Linked DNA regions of Xenopus laevis: region 1 is linked to region 2. Evidence: chromatin contacts called from public Hi-C data. All regions are on one chromosome and are shown on one strand. Each heading gives the region's core, a stretch centred on a gene start, on an enhancer-like site or on the middle of the called end of the contact. The rest is flanking DNA. Distances are from core to core; before and after follow the strand shown. Region 1 holds the start of snx18.L (sorting nexin 18 L homeolog). Region 2 has its middle 45 kb from the start of cspg4b.L.

Region 1 (6,874 bases), core at 1,448-3,947, 97 kb before region 2:
ATGTAGTAGTATGTGCCATCGGGTAATCCTAAATAGAAAATTTCCGTTTTAAAAAAGAAGGGCTGCCTCCCTGCCACCATAGCTGCAATTATTATCTGATTGTTGGCCCGAGGCAGAATGATTGGAATCAGCCGATATTACCCATCTTAAAGAGCACCTGTTGGGTAAAAATGTAATACGCAACCAAAGGTTTGGGCTAATAGAGCCCGCATTCCGAGTGCGGGATAACAGAAGTTTTTAAATAAAAAAAAAGCCCCTGTCAGCGCTAGACTACCCGTACCGTCCCGGTGCGAGCAGCCATTTCCTGTCACTCGCATGCGCATAATGAAAAGCTGCCCCAAATTGCTCATTATGCGCATGCGCGTGACATCACATACCCGTTATGCGCATGCGAGTGATTGGACATGGCTGGTCATGCCACGAGCTCCTTCCTGATACAGGTAGCCTAGAGCTGGTGGGGGGGCATTTTTAAAAAAAAAAAACAAAAAAAAAAACTACTGTTAACCCCAACGGGAATGCGGGCTCTATTAGCCCGCACCTTTGGTTGCGAATAACATTTTGTACCCGACAGGTGCCCTTTAAAGCACCATATTGGTTAACGATTGGTTAATTTGCTGACCTCAGGGTCAGACTGTAGCCATAGGGGCCCACCGGGTCTGCAAAACAGGGGCCCTCCTTGCAGTTCCCGGGGGGCCCCTCTCAACTGCAAAACTCACGACGCCCGTATGTGCGAAAACGACACGCATACGTAAAAGACACGCCAGTGGGGGCGCTGCCACCTGAGGCGAGAGCCTCAGCTCTCCTCATTGGTGAAGCGTCCCTGGCAGCGGTGCCGGATGTCCATATGGGGCAGCAGGCCTGGGCCGAACCTGGCTGACCTCACCAAACAAGACGACCTTATGATACATGGCCAGCTCTAGTCTTGACTTATTTTTGGATTTGAGTTGCATAGAGAATGTAAAGATTCTCTCCAAAGGAAGAGGACCCGAATAGCTGAAGATGACCTGAGGAAATCTGAAGAGGACTCGAAAAAATTCGAAGATGGCGCCCACAAGCTCCACTGCACTGCACTGTTAGGTGGGAAAATTTTACAGACATTTTCAGACCTATTGAATTCTGCGAGGGGAAGCAGGGAGGGGGGACTATCTTGATTACTAGGTAGGGGCTTTTTTAATTTTTGGGTTGAGTTTCTTGGCTATTTACTGTACATCACAACCATTGCACAGAGCTGGAATGCCATGTAAACATAGGTGCTTCAAACCTCACAAACGAAGTGGCTGAATGGAAGCAAATCTCACCAACAACGCTCCAACACCTAGTTGAAAGCCTTCTCGGAAGAGATGGGGCTGTTATAGCAGAAAAGGGAGAACCAGAGTCATGTGTTTAGAACACAATGTTGGATAGGCAGGTGCCTGATTATTTGTCCATTTAACCTATGTCTGACTCTTTCTGTAGTTTCAGATGTAAGTAATGCCCCACTTGCAAACAGTGTAATGCCGAGGGAGAGGTCTGCATATTCAATAGAGCAATGCAGCATGAGGAAAAGGGGTCAGACAATACATGGGGACAACATTAACATTATAAGAAAGAACAGGGATCATTAGAAATATCAGGGACAGTTCTAATAAATGCACATTTGCAGGCAGCCCTGATTGCACTTTGCTTGTATTTAATGGGGTTGTTCACCTTTAAATTAACTTTAACAGTACAGGAGGAGTGGGAAGAAGAACATGGGTATAAACTGTGCCAGTCAGTATTAAGAGAAAGAAGATCAGGGGAGAATATTGGGAAGAACTGAGGTACACACAGCACAAGGGGCAGTTCTGTAGGATGAGGATATGGGGAGCAGTATCAAGGCTGTACAGTAGAAAGAGAAATTTGGAATAGGGGGGTGTGCTGAGGCTACAGTGTAGTAAGGGGGGACTAGATTACAGTGGATAGGAAAACAAAGAGAGGCACAAATTGGGGCAGTGATTTATACTGGGGCAATACATCAGATAGATGCAGGGAGGTATTTTGGGGTAGTACAAAACAGGTGGGATGTAGATTGTGACTGGACAATGGGAGGGACAGAAGTGCATCTGGGGAGCAGAGTAAGGAGAGGGGGCACAGGTACAGCACTTTAGAGTAAGGAGAGGGGACACAGGTACAGCACTTTAGAGTAAGGAGAGGGGACACAGGTACAGCACTTTAGAGTAAGGAGAGGGGACATTACTTGTAGGTGGGGCACGTGGGCCAGAGGGCGGAGATAGGGGCAGTAAGAGTGGGAGGGGCGGGGGAGTATGATACAATGGGGAAGGGACAAACAGCAGTTAGAGCTGGGGCAGGACACTACTAGGGGAGGTACGAGTCAGACAATACAGTATTACTGAGTTAATATCGAGGAGGAGGAGGAACTTGTGGGGCAGAAAATTGAAAATGAACATAAAAATGGGCGGGACGAGTCTCTATAAGGCAGGACAGGGGCCAGTACTTCACTCATTAGGGCAGTACAGTAGGGGGAGGGGCAGTACGGTAGGGGGAGGGACTCGGAGGGCAGAGGCCGTTCCATTGACGGGAGAGGGGTGTAGAAGCCACAAGGAGCCGGAGTGCAGGGGCGGCCCGGGGAGGAGCCATGAGTTCTGGCAGCATTTGGATGACTTGTTTCCTTTGCTCATATTAGATGGTCGCAGACATAACGGGTCCTGCTCCGAGACCCCATCTTTACGGCCGGCCCGGGTGCCTCACCTCCCGCTCCAGATTCCCCGTCCCGGCTCGGAGCTGATCATGGCGCTGCCGGCCCGAGCCCTCTATGACTTTCGAGCGGAGAACCCGGGGGAGGTGTCGCTGCGGGAGTCCGAGGTGCTGAGTCTGTGCAGCGAGCAGGACATAGACGGCTGGCTGGAAGGGGTGAACAGCCGGGGGGAGCGCGGACTCTTTCCTGCCTCTTACGTGGAAGTTCTCTGTGGGGAACCCTCCGGCCCGCCGCCGCCTCCCCCTCCGGCGCTGGGAGATTCTCGTTACGCCAATTTGCCCACGGGAGGCTACGAACCGGCCCAGCCCTTCCAGAGCGTCGCTGCCCCGCACTTGGGCCTCGCCTTCCAGCCCCGGGCGCCCTCCCTCGGTTACCAGACCAGCCAACCCAGCGACGATGACTGGGACGACGAATGGGACGACAGTAGCTCCACTGCGGCCGATGAACCGGCGGGTCAGCCCGCTGGCAGTTATTCCGCCGGTTACCATGACTACGAGAACTCCGGCAGCAGCAGATTCCGCTTATCCACCCGCTCCGACCTGCCGCCCGGCCCTTACTCCACCTCCGCCTCCATCGCCTCCTCACAAGCCGCGGGCAAAGGCTCCGCTACGGTCGGCCGCAACCTCAACCGCTTCTCGGCCTTCGTGAAGAGCGGCGGGGAGGCTTTCGTGCTGGGGGAGGCGGCGGGGTTCGTGCGTGACGGGGACAAACTGTGTCTGGTGCAGGGGCCCGACGGGCCGGAGTGGCAGGAGAATCCCTACCCGTTCCGCTGTAACATAGACGAGCCCACCAAGCAGACCAAGTTCAAGGGGATGAAGAGTTACATCTCGTACCGACTCCTCCCCAGTCACACGGGCCTGCAGGTTCACCGCCGCTACAAACACTTCGACTGGCTCTACGCGCGCCTCCTCTACAAGTTCCCCGTTATCTCGGTGCCGCGCATCCCGGAGAAACAGGCCACGGGGAGGTTCGAGGAGGATTTTATCTCCAAGCGCAGGAAGGGGCTGGTGTGGTGGATGGATCACATGTGCAGTCACCCGGTGCTGGCGCGATGCGACGCCTTCCAGCACTTCCTCACCTGCACCGACGACAAGGCCTGGAAACAGGGGAAGAGAAAGTGCGAGCGGGACGACATGGTGGGGGCCAACTTCTTCCTCACCCTCAGCCTCTCCCCGGGCTCCCCTGTCCTCGACCCGCACGATGTGGACGGCCGGCTGGACGGATTCAAAGCGTTCACTAAGCGCATGGATGAGGGGGTCCTGCTGCTCAGTCAGACCGCGGGCGAGTTCGCGCGCAAACAGGCGTCCGGCTTCAAGAAGGAGTATCAGAAGGTGGGACTGGCTGTGAAGGGACTGGGACAGGCCTTTGAGATCGATCAGATGGCTTTCTCCGCCGGATTCAACCGGGCAATGGCTTTTACCGGGGAAGCCTATGAGGCTATTGGGGAGATGTTCGCCGAGCAGCCCCGGCAGGACTTGGACCCCATCATGGACTTGTTGTCTGTATATCAGGGACACCTCGCCAACTTCCCCGACATCATCCACATGCAGAGAGGTAAGAGATCAGCTCCTCTAACTGGGGTTAAGGGCGGGGCATGTCACCCACAATCTGCAACTGTCACCCCCCAGTCTGCCACTGTCACCCCCCGGTCTGTCACCCCTCAGTCTGCCACTGTCACCCCTCAGTCTGTCACCCCTCAGTCTGCCACTGTCACCCCCCAGTCTGTCACCCCTCAGTCTGCCACTGTCACCCCTCAGTCTGCCTCTGTCACCCCCCAGTCTGCCTCTGTCACCCCCAGTCTGCCTCTGTCACCCCTCAGTCTGCCACTGTCACCCCCCAGTCTGCCTCTGTCACCCCCAGTCTGCCTCTGTCACCCCCCAGTCTGCCTCTGTCACCCCCCAGTCTGCCTCTGTCACCCCCCAGTCTGCCTCTGTCACCCCCCAGTCTGCCTCTGTCACCCCCCAGTCTGCCTCTGTCACCCCTCAGTCTGCCTCTGTCACCCCTCAGTCTGCCTCTGTCACCCCCCAGTCTGCCTCTGTCACCCCCCAGTCTGCCTCTGTCACCCCCAGTCTGCCTCTGTCACCCCCCAGTCTGCCTCTGTCACCCCCAGTCTGCCTCTGTCACCCCCCAGTCTGCCTCTGTCACCCCCCAGTCTGCCTCTGTCACCCCCCAGTCTGCCTCTGTCACCCCCCAGTCTGCCTCTGTCACCCCTCAGTCTGCAAATGTCACCCCTCAGTCTGCAAATGTCACCCCATGAATGACACGCAGACACTAGCCCAGGGGTCCCCAACCTTTTTTACTCCCACATTTAAATGTAAAAAGAGTTGCAGAGCAACACAAGCAAGAGAAAGTCCATGGGGATGTCAGATAAGGACTGTGATATTGGGAGCCCCTGTGTAGACTACAGGAGACTCTGTTTGGCAGTACACCTGGTTTTTATACAACCAAAACTTGCCTCCAAGCCTGCAATTCAAAAAAAAGCAGCTGTTTTGAGGCCACTGGGAGCAACATCAAAGCTGTTGGTGAGTGACAAGGTGCTCATGAGCTATTGGTTGGGGATCACTGCTCTAGCCAATCACCTGGGGCTGCAGTCTGCTAGAGAGATGTTTGCCCATTTAATATACCTGTGACTCTTTAGACTCTTTAGCAGGCCTGCTTGGTGACCTGCAGTTCAGGTAGCAGTAGATTTCTGGTGTCGTAGGCCCACAGGTCCCTGAAAAAAAACAAACAACAAAAATGATTTCCTGCCCAGGCTCAATACTCTAGTCTAGGCCATTCCACCTGGAGGCCCTTGTGCCAGATATGGTGCCATGAAAGTCCTTTTCATGATGCCGAGTCTGCTCAATGGCTGTATAAATTCTTTGAATTACCTAATTTAAAAAAAAATGTAACAACTTCATATCTCATTGGCTAACAACTTCATATCTCTCATTGGATAACAACTTCATATCTCTCATTGGCTAACAACTTCATATCTTTCATTGGCTAACAACTTCATATATCTCATTGGCTAACAACTTCATATATCTCATTGGCTAACAACTTCATATATCTCATTGGCTAACAACTTCATATCTCTCATTGGCTAACAACTTCATATCTCTCATTGGCTAACAACTTCATATATCTCATTGGCTAACAACTTCATATATCTCATTGGCTAACAACTTCATATATCTCATTGGCTAACAACTTCATATATCTCATTGGCTAACAACTTCATATATCTCATTGGCTAACAACTTCATATATCTCATTGGCTTACAACTTCATATATCTCATTGGCTAACAACTTCATATATCTCATTGGCTGAGGTCAGGGCACATCACTGTCTCTGGTACCCTGTCACTTACACAATTCTGTGACTGAACTTGCTTGACTCACAAATGATTGGCAATGACCGCTTTTTAAGAATTGCTACAGAACTGTCTCTGTTTGCACAGTGACTTCCGTGTCCAGTCGATCGGTCGTTCTGCTAAAGTTGCATATCTGTACGAAATGAATGAGGTGCTAATTAACCTCACATGACCAGGGATTGTGCTTGCTGGGCTCACCGTACAGTATTTTAACAAGTGTGTGTTTTTTTCCTACAATGACCTCCTTCTGACTCACAAAGAACAATGGCGTGGGATCAAGATGCTGAACAAGCATTTAAGTTTCTAGGGAAAAACAAGAACAGCCTGAGGCCTGCGAGTGATGTAGCTCAATGGTATTGGCAGGAGGACAGAGTGGAAATGGGGTGACTTGTTAGTAACATTTTGTTAAAGGGATCCTCCACCTAAAAAAAACTATTTTTGCATAAAGGGGTTGCTCACCTTTTGATAAACTTTTAATATAATAGAGAGAGTGATATTGTGAGACAATTTGAAATTGGTTTTCATTTTTTATTATTCGTGGTTTTTGTTATTTAGCTTTTTATTCAGCAGCTCGCTAGTTGACAATTTCAGCAATGTGGTTGCTAGGATCCACATTATCCTAGCAACCATGCGTTGATTTCAATAAGAGACCTGAATAGAAAGATGAGTAATAAAAAGTAGCAATAACATCTGTAGTCTAACAGAGCATGTTTGAAAGCTGCAGAGTCAGTAGCAAATAATAAAAAGAAAAAATGAAGACCAATAGAAAAGTTGTTAAGAATT
Region 2 (6,827 bases), core at 3,771-6,270:
ATCCTTTGTTGAATTGATTCAGGAATCAGGAGTGTTTGCACCTGTAGAGTTCTCGTGGGATGCCGCTGGAGGAGAGTAACGCTAGTTAGGTGAGCTGCACTTCATACATATTCTCCTTACTATATGTTATATTTCAGTGAAGCTGGTCTTTTGATTTCAAATGAGGTGGTTATGAATCTGGACATATTTTGTCAAGTATCAAGTAAGGATATTTGTTTCAATATGCATGAATGTTGAATTTGACAACGGCCAGGGATAGGGTTGGAATAAATGTTAACTGGTGACTGAGCGAAAGTCATGCCCTGTACCACCCTCAGCATCACCTTTAGTGCTAATGTAGATGTACCTGTCGCACGACGACCTATCGAAACTGTATAATAACACAATGTTCCACCTCCAGCATCACTTTTAACTCCAATGGCATTTAGATTGCCAGAAGATGTACCAGCAAGTACCAGAGATCTTGACAGGAGTCAATGTTGTTACAATTCATAGGTGTTAGGGCAACTGGAGATACATCAGGAATCAAGCAGTCATTTTGGCATAGATGTAGGGAGTTCAATTCGACTGTTGTCTCAGGGGAGGTGCTGGTTTCTAGGCTCTGGGGTGGGGACATTCATATGAGGCACTTGGAATATGCTGCTGCAAGATTATACATCATGTGCCCCACAATGTATTTGGTGTGAGGTACAAAATACTTGCCTGTCCATGAAAGCAGTGTCGGACTGGCTCACTGGGATACCAGGAAAACTCCCGGTGGGTCCAGGTGTCAGTGGACCTCCTGCCTCTAAACATTTGGCCTATTTCATGGGCATTCCCTATTTCTTCATGGGAAAAAAGGCTTAATAATGGCAGAATAGAGAATAGTAATTGGATATAAAAGAATAAAAAAGATGTTAAGTGAGGAAAGGAGGAATAATAGTTTGGAAAGTGAGCCCACGGTCTAAGGATTTCTGGTGGGCCCCTGGCATCCCAGTCCGACACTACATGAAAGCCTCTTATTCCTGCCACCATGAATTTGAATTGCGATCGTTTTAAACTCTTGTGTGGCTTTTGTTGTCTTTCTAAACCATTTACATTACCCAAAATTATAACTGAACAAATAGATGGGGGAGGGGGTGAAACAGTTGCAGAGAGCAAGGCAATGTGTGCCCTTCAATATTAAGTAACAGTTATTTATTGACCCTTGTTCAGTTTCAATCCTTGAGTCTGAACCAGATGCATTGGTCGTGGGTGCAGCTTTATATATTCTTGATAACCTTTCTTATTTGAACCTGGAGATATTTCAGTCCCAAATATCCTGTGAGAAGAGAGCAGGGGTATGTAGTGAGCATTTTGATAAATGTCGTATGTTCACTGATGACCTTTGAGACAGCAGTAGGCCTTAGAATTTCCTTAGAAAAAAATACTGCAGACAACCCTCAGATTATTTTGAGTACATCAATTTTCTAAAGAGGAACTGATATTTAAAAGGAAACCGAAAAACTGACTCAGATTTTCATGTGTCTGTACCCAAATTCCAGTCTCGGGGGACATCTAGAGACATCTTATTTGTGCCGAACATAGCAACTCTAGAAAGTGCAACTGCTGTGACTCTTGTGCTGGTGACAGATCAAACCTTTCCGAGGGTTATTATCATGCCACGGATTGTTCAAATTGTAACCCAAGGTCACACGTTGGATAAGGCTGGGACACAATAGCAAAGTTAAAGAGCAACGAATAACTAAAATGTCATTTTTATTTTACACTTTTATGCTTATAAAGGAATCCATCTATCTACATTGGGCAGATGTGGGCCTCTGTACTGTATAGCAGCATGAATTCTGACGGACTGCTGGGAGGCAAATGTAATAGGTGCTTTATGGCTATCACGTCAACATCTCAACAGGGCATTTTTATTAGGGCAACTCCATTAATGTGCATCCAGAGGGCTCTCTCATACTCAGTCACCACTACCTAAAACAGACCCACTTATTAAGTTTACTCTTATTGTCAATTTGTTTGTGATAAGACTATGAATGAGACTATAGGTTAGACAGTAGCTGTATAATGCTGCTTCCATAATTCCTGTGCATTCAATTACTTTCACATTAAGCTTGTCATGAGACTGGGCGGATCAGTAGTACAAGAAAGTGTTTCTTAACTTTCAGTCTCATTTTTAAACAATGGGGAAACTATGGATGTAATTCTTCAGGTATGTCGTTTGCCTAAGATAATGACTTTGGTTTCTGTGCCCATGTCCTTTTTAGGATACTTTGCTTCTGAGTGGGACCCTGCCATCCAATAACAGCATCAGAATGGGGGCTTCAGGGCCAACTGGGGCTGCCACCTTAGGGGTCCGCACACATGAATCTTTTATCTCGTGGCAATTGGTCAGATTTTGGTCAGCAGGGCCCTGTGGTTTTTTTTTCTCAGTCCTGCCAACCCAGCCTGACCTCACTGTGACAAACATATGCATTGTCAGACCTGATTGGCCAAGCTTGTACTAGACCCCTACACTAAAGGTGGCCATACACGGGCAGATAAAGCTGCCGATATCGGTCGTTTGGACAGATTTGACAGCTTATCTGGCCGTGTATGGGGGCTTCCAAAGGGTCTTCCCGATCGATATCTGGCAACGATATCGATCGGGAAGGTTGGATTTTTACCCGACCGACCCGTCGGAGCCGCTTGGCGCATCGTAATTCTATCATTCGGACAAACGAGCGGATCTTTCAGTCTATGGCCACCTTAAAGGGATACAGAGGTGCAGAAGCAGTGTTAGGGTGATGTGCTTGTAGTCTTAGATAACAGCAAGTATATTGTATGTACCTATGTATATCTATTTATATAGCACAACTATGATAAGCAGTGCTTTAAAATTGTAGAATATAAAATAACACACACAGCAATATAATACATAAGTGTGAATATACAGAAATAATTGCCATGGAGACACATCAGGAAGGAGGTCCCTGCCCCATACAGCTTATAATCAAGATCTGTTGCAAAATTGGTGCATTCTTTGTGGTTGTAGTTGCCCTTAACTGTCTCCGCATTCCACCTTAAAGATATCTGAAAACTATTTCCAACTCCCAGAGGAACTTCCATGGAATCACGGCACAGGATTAAACAATTATCACGTGAGATTTGTGCAAGATAGAAGTGGCTACAGGATGGTGGAAGCCTTGCGATAATAATTAGGGAAGCCAAGCCCTCTGTGTGCTAATATGTTGTTGCATATTATCATTGTGACTCACAAATCACAAGTCTTTTATTTCGTACCATATTTGTAGATTCAAAGGAAGGGAACTAGGCCCCCTTGAGATAAGTGTTTAAAATGTGCCACCTAGTGTTGCCGTACAGTATTGTTATTTGTAATTCACTGGTAGCCTATGAAGGAAATGCCAGAAAAATGTACATTCTACCATTAATACCAGGTTGGAATCTGTATCTCATTCTCAGTACTAGAATATATACTGTCATATTATTGCTCACTTATAGGCAGTGGACAGTTATCCTTAATATCAATGAAAGGTGCGCTTTAAATGACACACAGGGCAGTCACTTAGAGGCACGTTTATCAAGGGTCGAATTTCAAATTCATGCTAGTTTTTTTTTTTTTTTTAACTCCCATAAACTCGAAATTCAACCAGTCGAATTGTATCAATAAAATCGAATTTTCTTAGCTTGGACAAATTGAATCGACCTGAAAACTAGAATCTAGTTCGATTTTAAATTAGAAAAACTCTAAGGGGCATATTTACTATTGGTAAATTAACCCTCGATATTCAACCCTCGAAGTTAAATCCTTAGGATTTACCGCATTTCCTTCAAACGAAGAAAAAATCCTTTGAATCGAACGATTAAATCCTTCGAATCAAACTATTCGAAGGATTTTAATCCATCGATCGAACGATTTTCCTTCGATCAAAAAAAAGCTAGGAAAGCCTATGGGGACCTTCCCCATAGGCTAACATTGGTGCTCGGTAGGTTTTAGGTGGCGAAGTTGGTGGTCAAAGTTTTTTTTAAAGAGACAGTACTTCAACTATCGAATGCTCGAATAGTCGAACGATTTTTAGTTCGAATCGTTCGATTCGAAGTAGCCAATTCGATGGTCAAAGTAGCCAAAAAAATACTTCGAAATTAGAAGTATTTTTTATTCTAATCCTTCACTCGAGCTAAGTAAATGTGCCCCTAATTTAATTAAAAAAACTCAATTTGAGTTTTTTTCCTCCTAAAAAAACCTCTAATGTCAGGAAGGCTGCAAACATCACCAAATTGATCCCTGGACCTCTCCTATTGACTTATACAGCAATTCTGCAGGTTTAAGGTGGCGAATAGCACTGCGTATCTTGACAGCGCTATATCATCATCATCATCATTTATTTATATAGCGCTGTCAAGATATGCAGTGCTTTGCTATATAAATAAATGATGATGAATAGTTGAAATTGAGTTCTTAAAGGGCCAGAGTATGATAAATCAAGTTTGGATAATTCACAATTGAATGAATTTGAGAGTTGACCCATAAAAAAAAAAAATCGAAAATTTGATTTTTCACTTTGACCCTTGTTAAATCTGCCCCTTAGTGATCAAGTCACTGGCTGAAGGCCTGGTTCCTACACACATTTCTGTCATATCCTTTTGTGAGTTTGGGCATGTCATATAATCCACCTCTGCCTTAGGCACAGAGCTATGCTGCCCAAATGTAACACTTGCTTCTAATTAGCGAATAGCCAGCCTTGCATTGTCATATTTTCCAACACAGACTGTAATGAGATCTGTTATATGCAGATTTTTAGTAAGAGAATGGAAGTATCAAGAAGGAAATACTGGAGTTCTTGGAGAAATGAAGACACAAAGTCCCAAACATTCTGGATAACAGATCCCATACCTGTATTTGACATGCAGAGTAATAACTGGCTGTACATACTCTGAGTTGGAATTTCAGGAATTTTGAAGTGTCCCGTTACATATAGTCAGCCACAAGTAAAAACATAAGGGTCTGGTTATAAGATGGGGATGTATCTCTGTGAGCTGAGGGGTTCCATAAAGAAAGCTAGCTGAAGTCAGAAAGCCCCATTAGTAGGGGTACTAGCCAATTTCCCCTTTGGGGGCCTGAGATTAAATGCACACAGTCCAGGATTCTAAAGAACGGGAAATGATATAGGTAATACTTCATATATGTTCTTAGGTAAAGAGAGCTGCATCAGCTTATAAACAATTGTGATGTATGACACCTACCACTGATACAAGAGGCCATTGCCTGACAGAGATAGAGGAAATACCTCACCAACACTTCCAAATCACTGGGTTAACCCGCCAGTATAATAATACACAATATAAGTGCACTATCATATGGCCAACTCACACAGCATGTCCCAATGGTATATTTGTTTGTTTACAGCATTTTCTCAACAATCACATTTTTGGGATAATGGCATGGGGAAGACAGATATTGCTCACTACAGCAATAACATTTACGAATATTCATAAAACTGCTGCAAATGTTTAATGTACAGTACGGTATATTGCAAAGTTGCTTAGAATTAAAATACCATTTTATATCTAGCTTTACTTACCTTTAAAATGATATGCTGTAAGTGTAAGTCCATACTGCATGCATTCTTGGGTGTGCAATGTCTGTTTTTCCGTAAAAAAAAACACCCCGTAGTAATGGAAAGCAGAAATAACATGCTGGTACAATGAAATCTAGATTTGGGAAATCAGGATATTGTCCATTTAGTGAAGAAGAGCCTAGTAGGTCAGAAAGGACACGTTTTACCATTATAGAAAGAAAACCATTATTGATATGATGCATCGAACAGGCTATAGATATATATATATATATATATACACACACACAAATAAATAAAAATAAAAATGTATCAAAAATAAATAAATAAATAAAAAAAAAAAAAAAAAATTATATATATATATATATATATATATATATATATATATATATTTGCAAGGTCTGAAATATCAGAATTCTGTATAATGTGTGTAACATAAAAACACCAAATCATACTGGGATTTCTGGTGCTGGAATTAATAATTCCAAATCTACCTATCTCTAGAACTGTATATAAAAAGCAACCAACAAATACAACTCTAAGATAAACATAGGAGGAATTAGTATGTAGTTCGGAGCTTAAATGAAGGAAGTTTGCCTTGTAATAAAATAATCAATGCCAGAAAGAGCTCTCAATATAAAGAAAGATGCAATAATATTTTTAATTTACTGAGTGATCTTTACCCAAATGTATCTCTGTACTCCTGACATAATTTGGTGAAAATCAACTGCCCTGTCTGTAGATGCAATGCTTGTATGTGGTGTCACACAATGTACACTCAGGTTGCACATATAATGCAGTTGTTTTGTTTGTATTGTGGTTTATTTCTCAGAAACAATAAGCATTCTTCAACTCACTCTGCAGCTTTGCTAAACCAAAGTCCATCATCAGTCACATTATATTCCGTAAACACAACACACTAAAACAAGCACTAACTAACAACTGCCTTCAGTAATTAATATAAATAACTTGATTTTGTGTTTAATATGCTTGTGCTGTAGCCTTCCAGGCATACGCACTAGCCAGGCTTTAATGGCATGCTTATTGGTGCCAGAATCCTAACAATGAAAGACTGTGCCCTCTGCAATTAAATGTAAATGCCCTCCCTCTATCATTATCCCAATTATAATAGTAACTCCCTGCTCTAAAATCTTTTTATGGCCTTCACAGGGGTGTAAACCTCTTTGCATTGAATGCCCATTGCTTATCACAACATATTTCCTTTTCAGTATTGCTATTCCATTTCAGTATTAGATGTGCCAGGGTAAG

What was found. Hi-C and Micro-C count contacts between places; a contact is called where the count stands out from the background.
Region 1: a Hi-C map of the XL177 cell line shows a contact between it and region 2, with 3 times the contacts expected there. The contact joins the promoter of snx18.L here to the enhancer-like site in region 2. A contact is called at or near these places in 2 of 4 Hi-C or Micro-C datasets (the XL177 cell line and the XTC cell line).

The regions. Positions count from the first base shown.
Region 1 is chr1L:209,243,983-209,250,856 of Xenopus_laevis_v10.1, reverse strand. snx18.L (sorting nexin 18 L homeolog) reads left to right here and starts at 2,697. Exons shown (of 3, transcript NM_001093350.1): 1 at 2,697-4,288. The coding sequence starts at 2,767.
Region 2 is chr1L:209,149,139-209,155,965 of Xenopus_laevis_v10.1, reverse strand. No RefSeq gene overlaps it. Among protein-coding and RNA genes, the nearest start is that of cspg4b.L, 45 kb to the right of the region's middle. Within about 2 kb of position 5,020, at least 1 of the 7 cell types and tissues checked has an H3K27ac peak or open chromatin away from gene starts, as enhancers often do.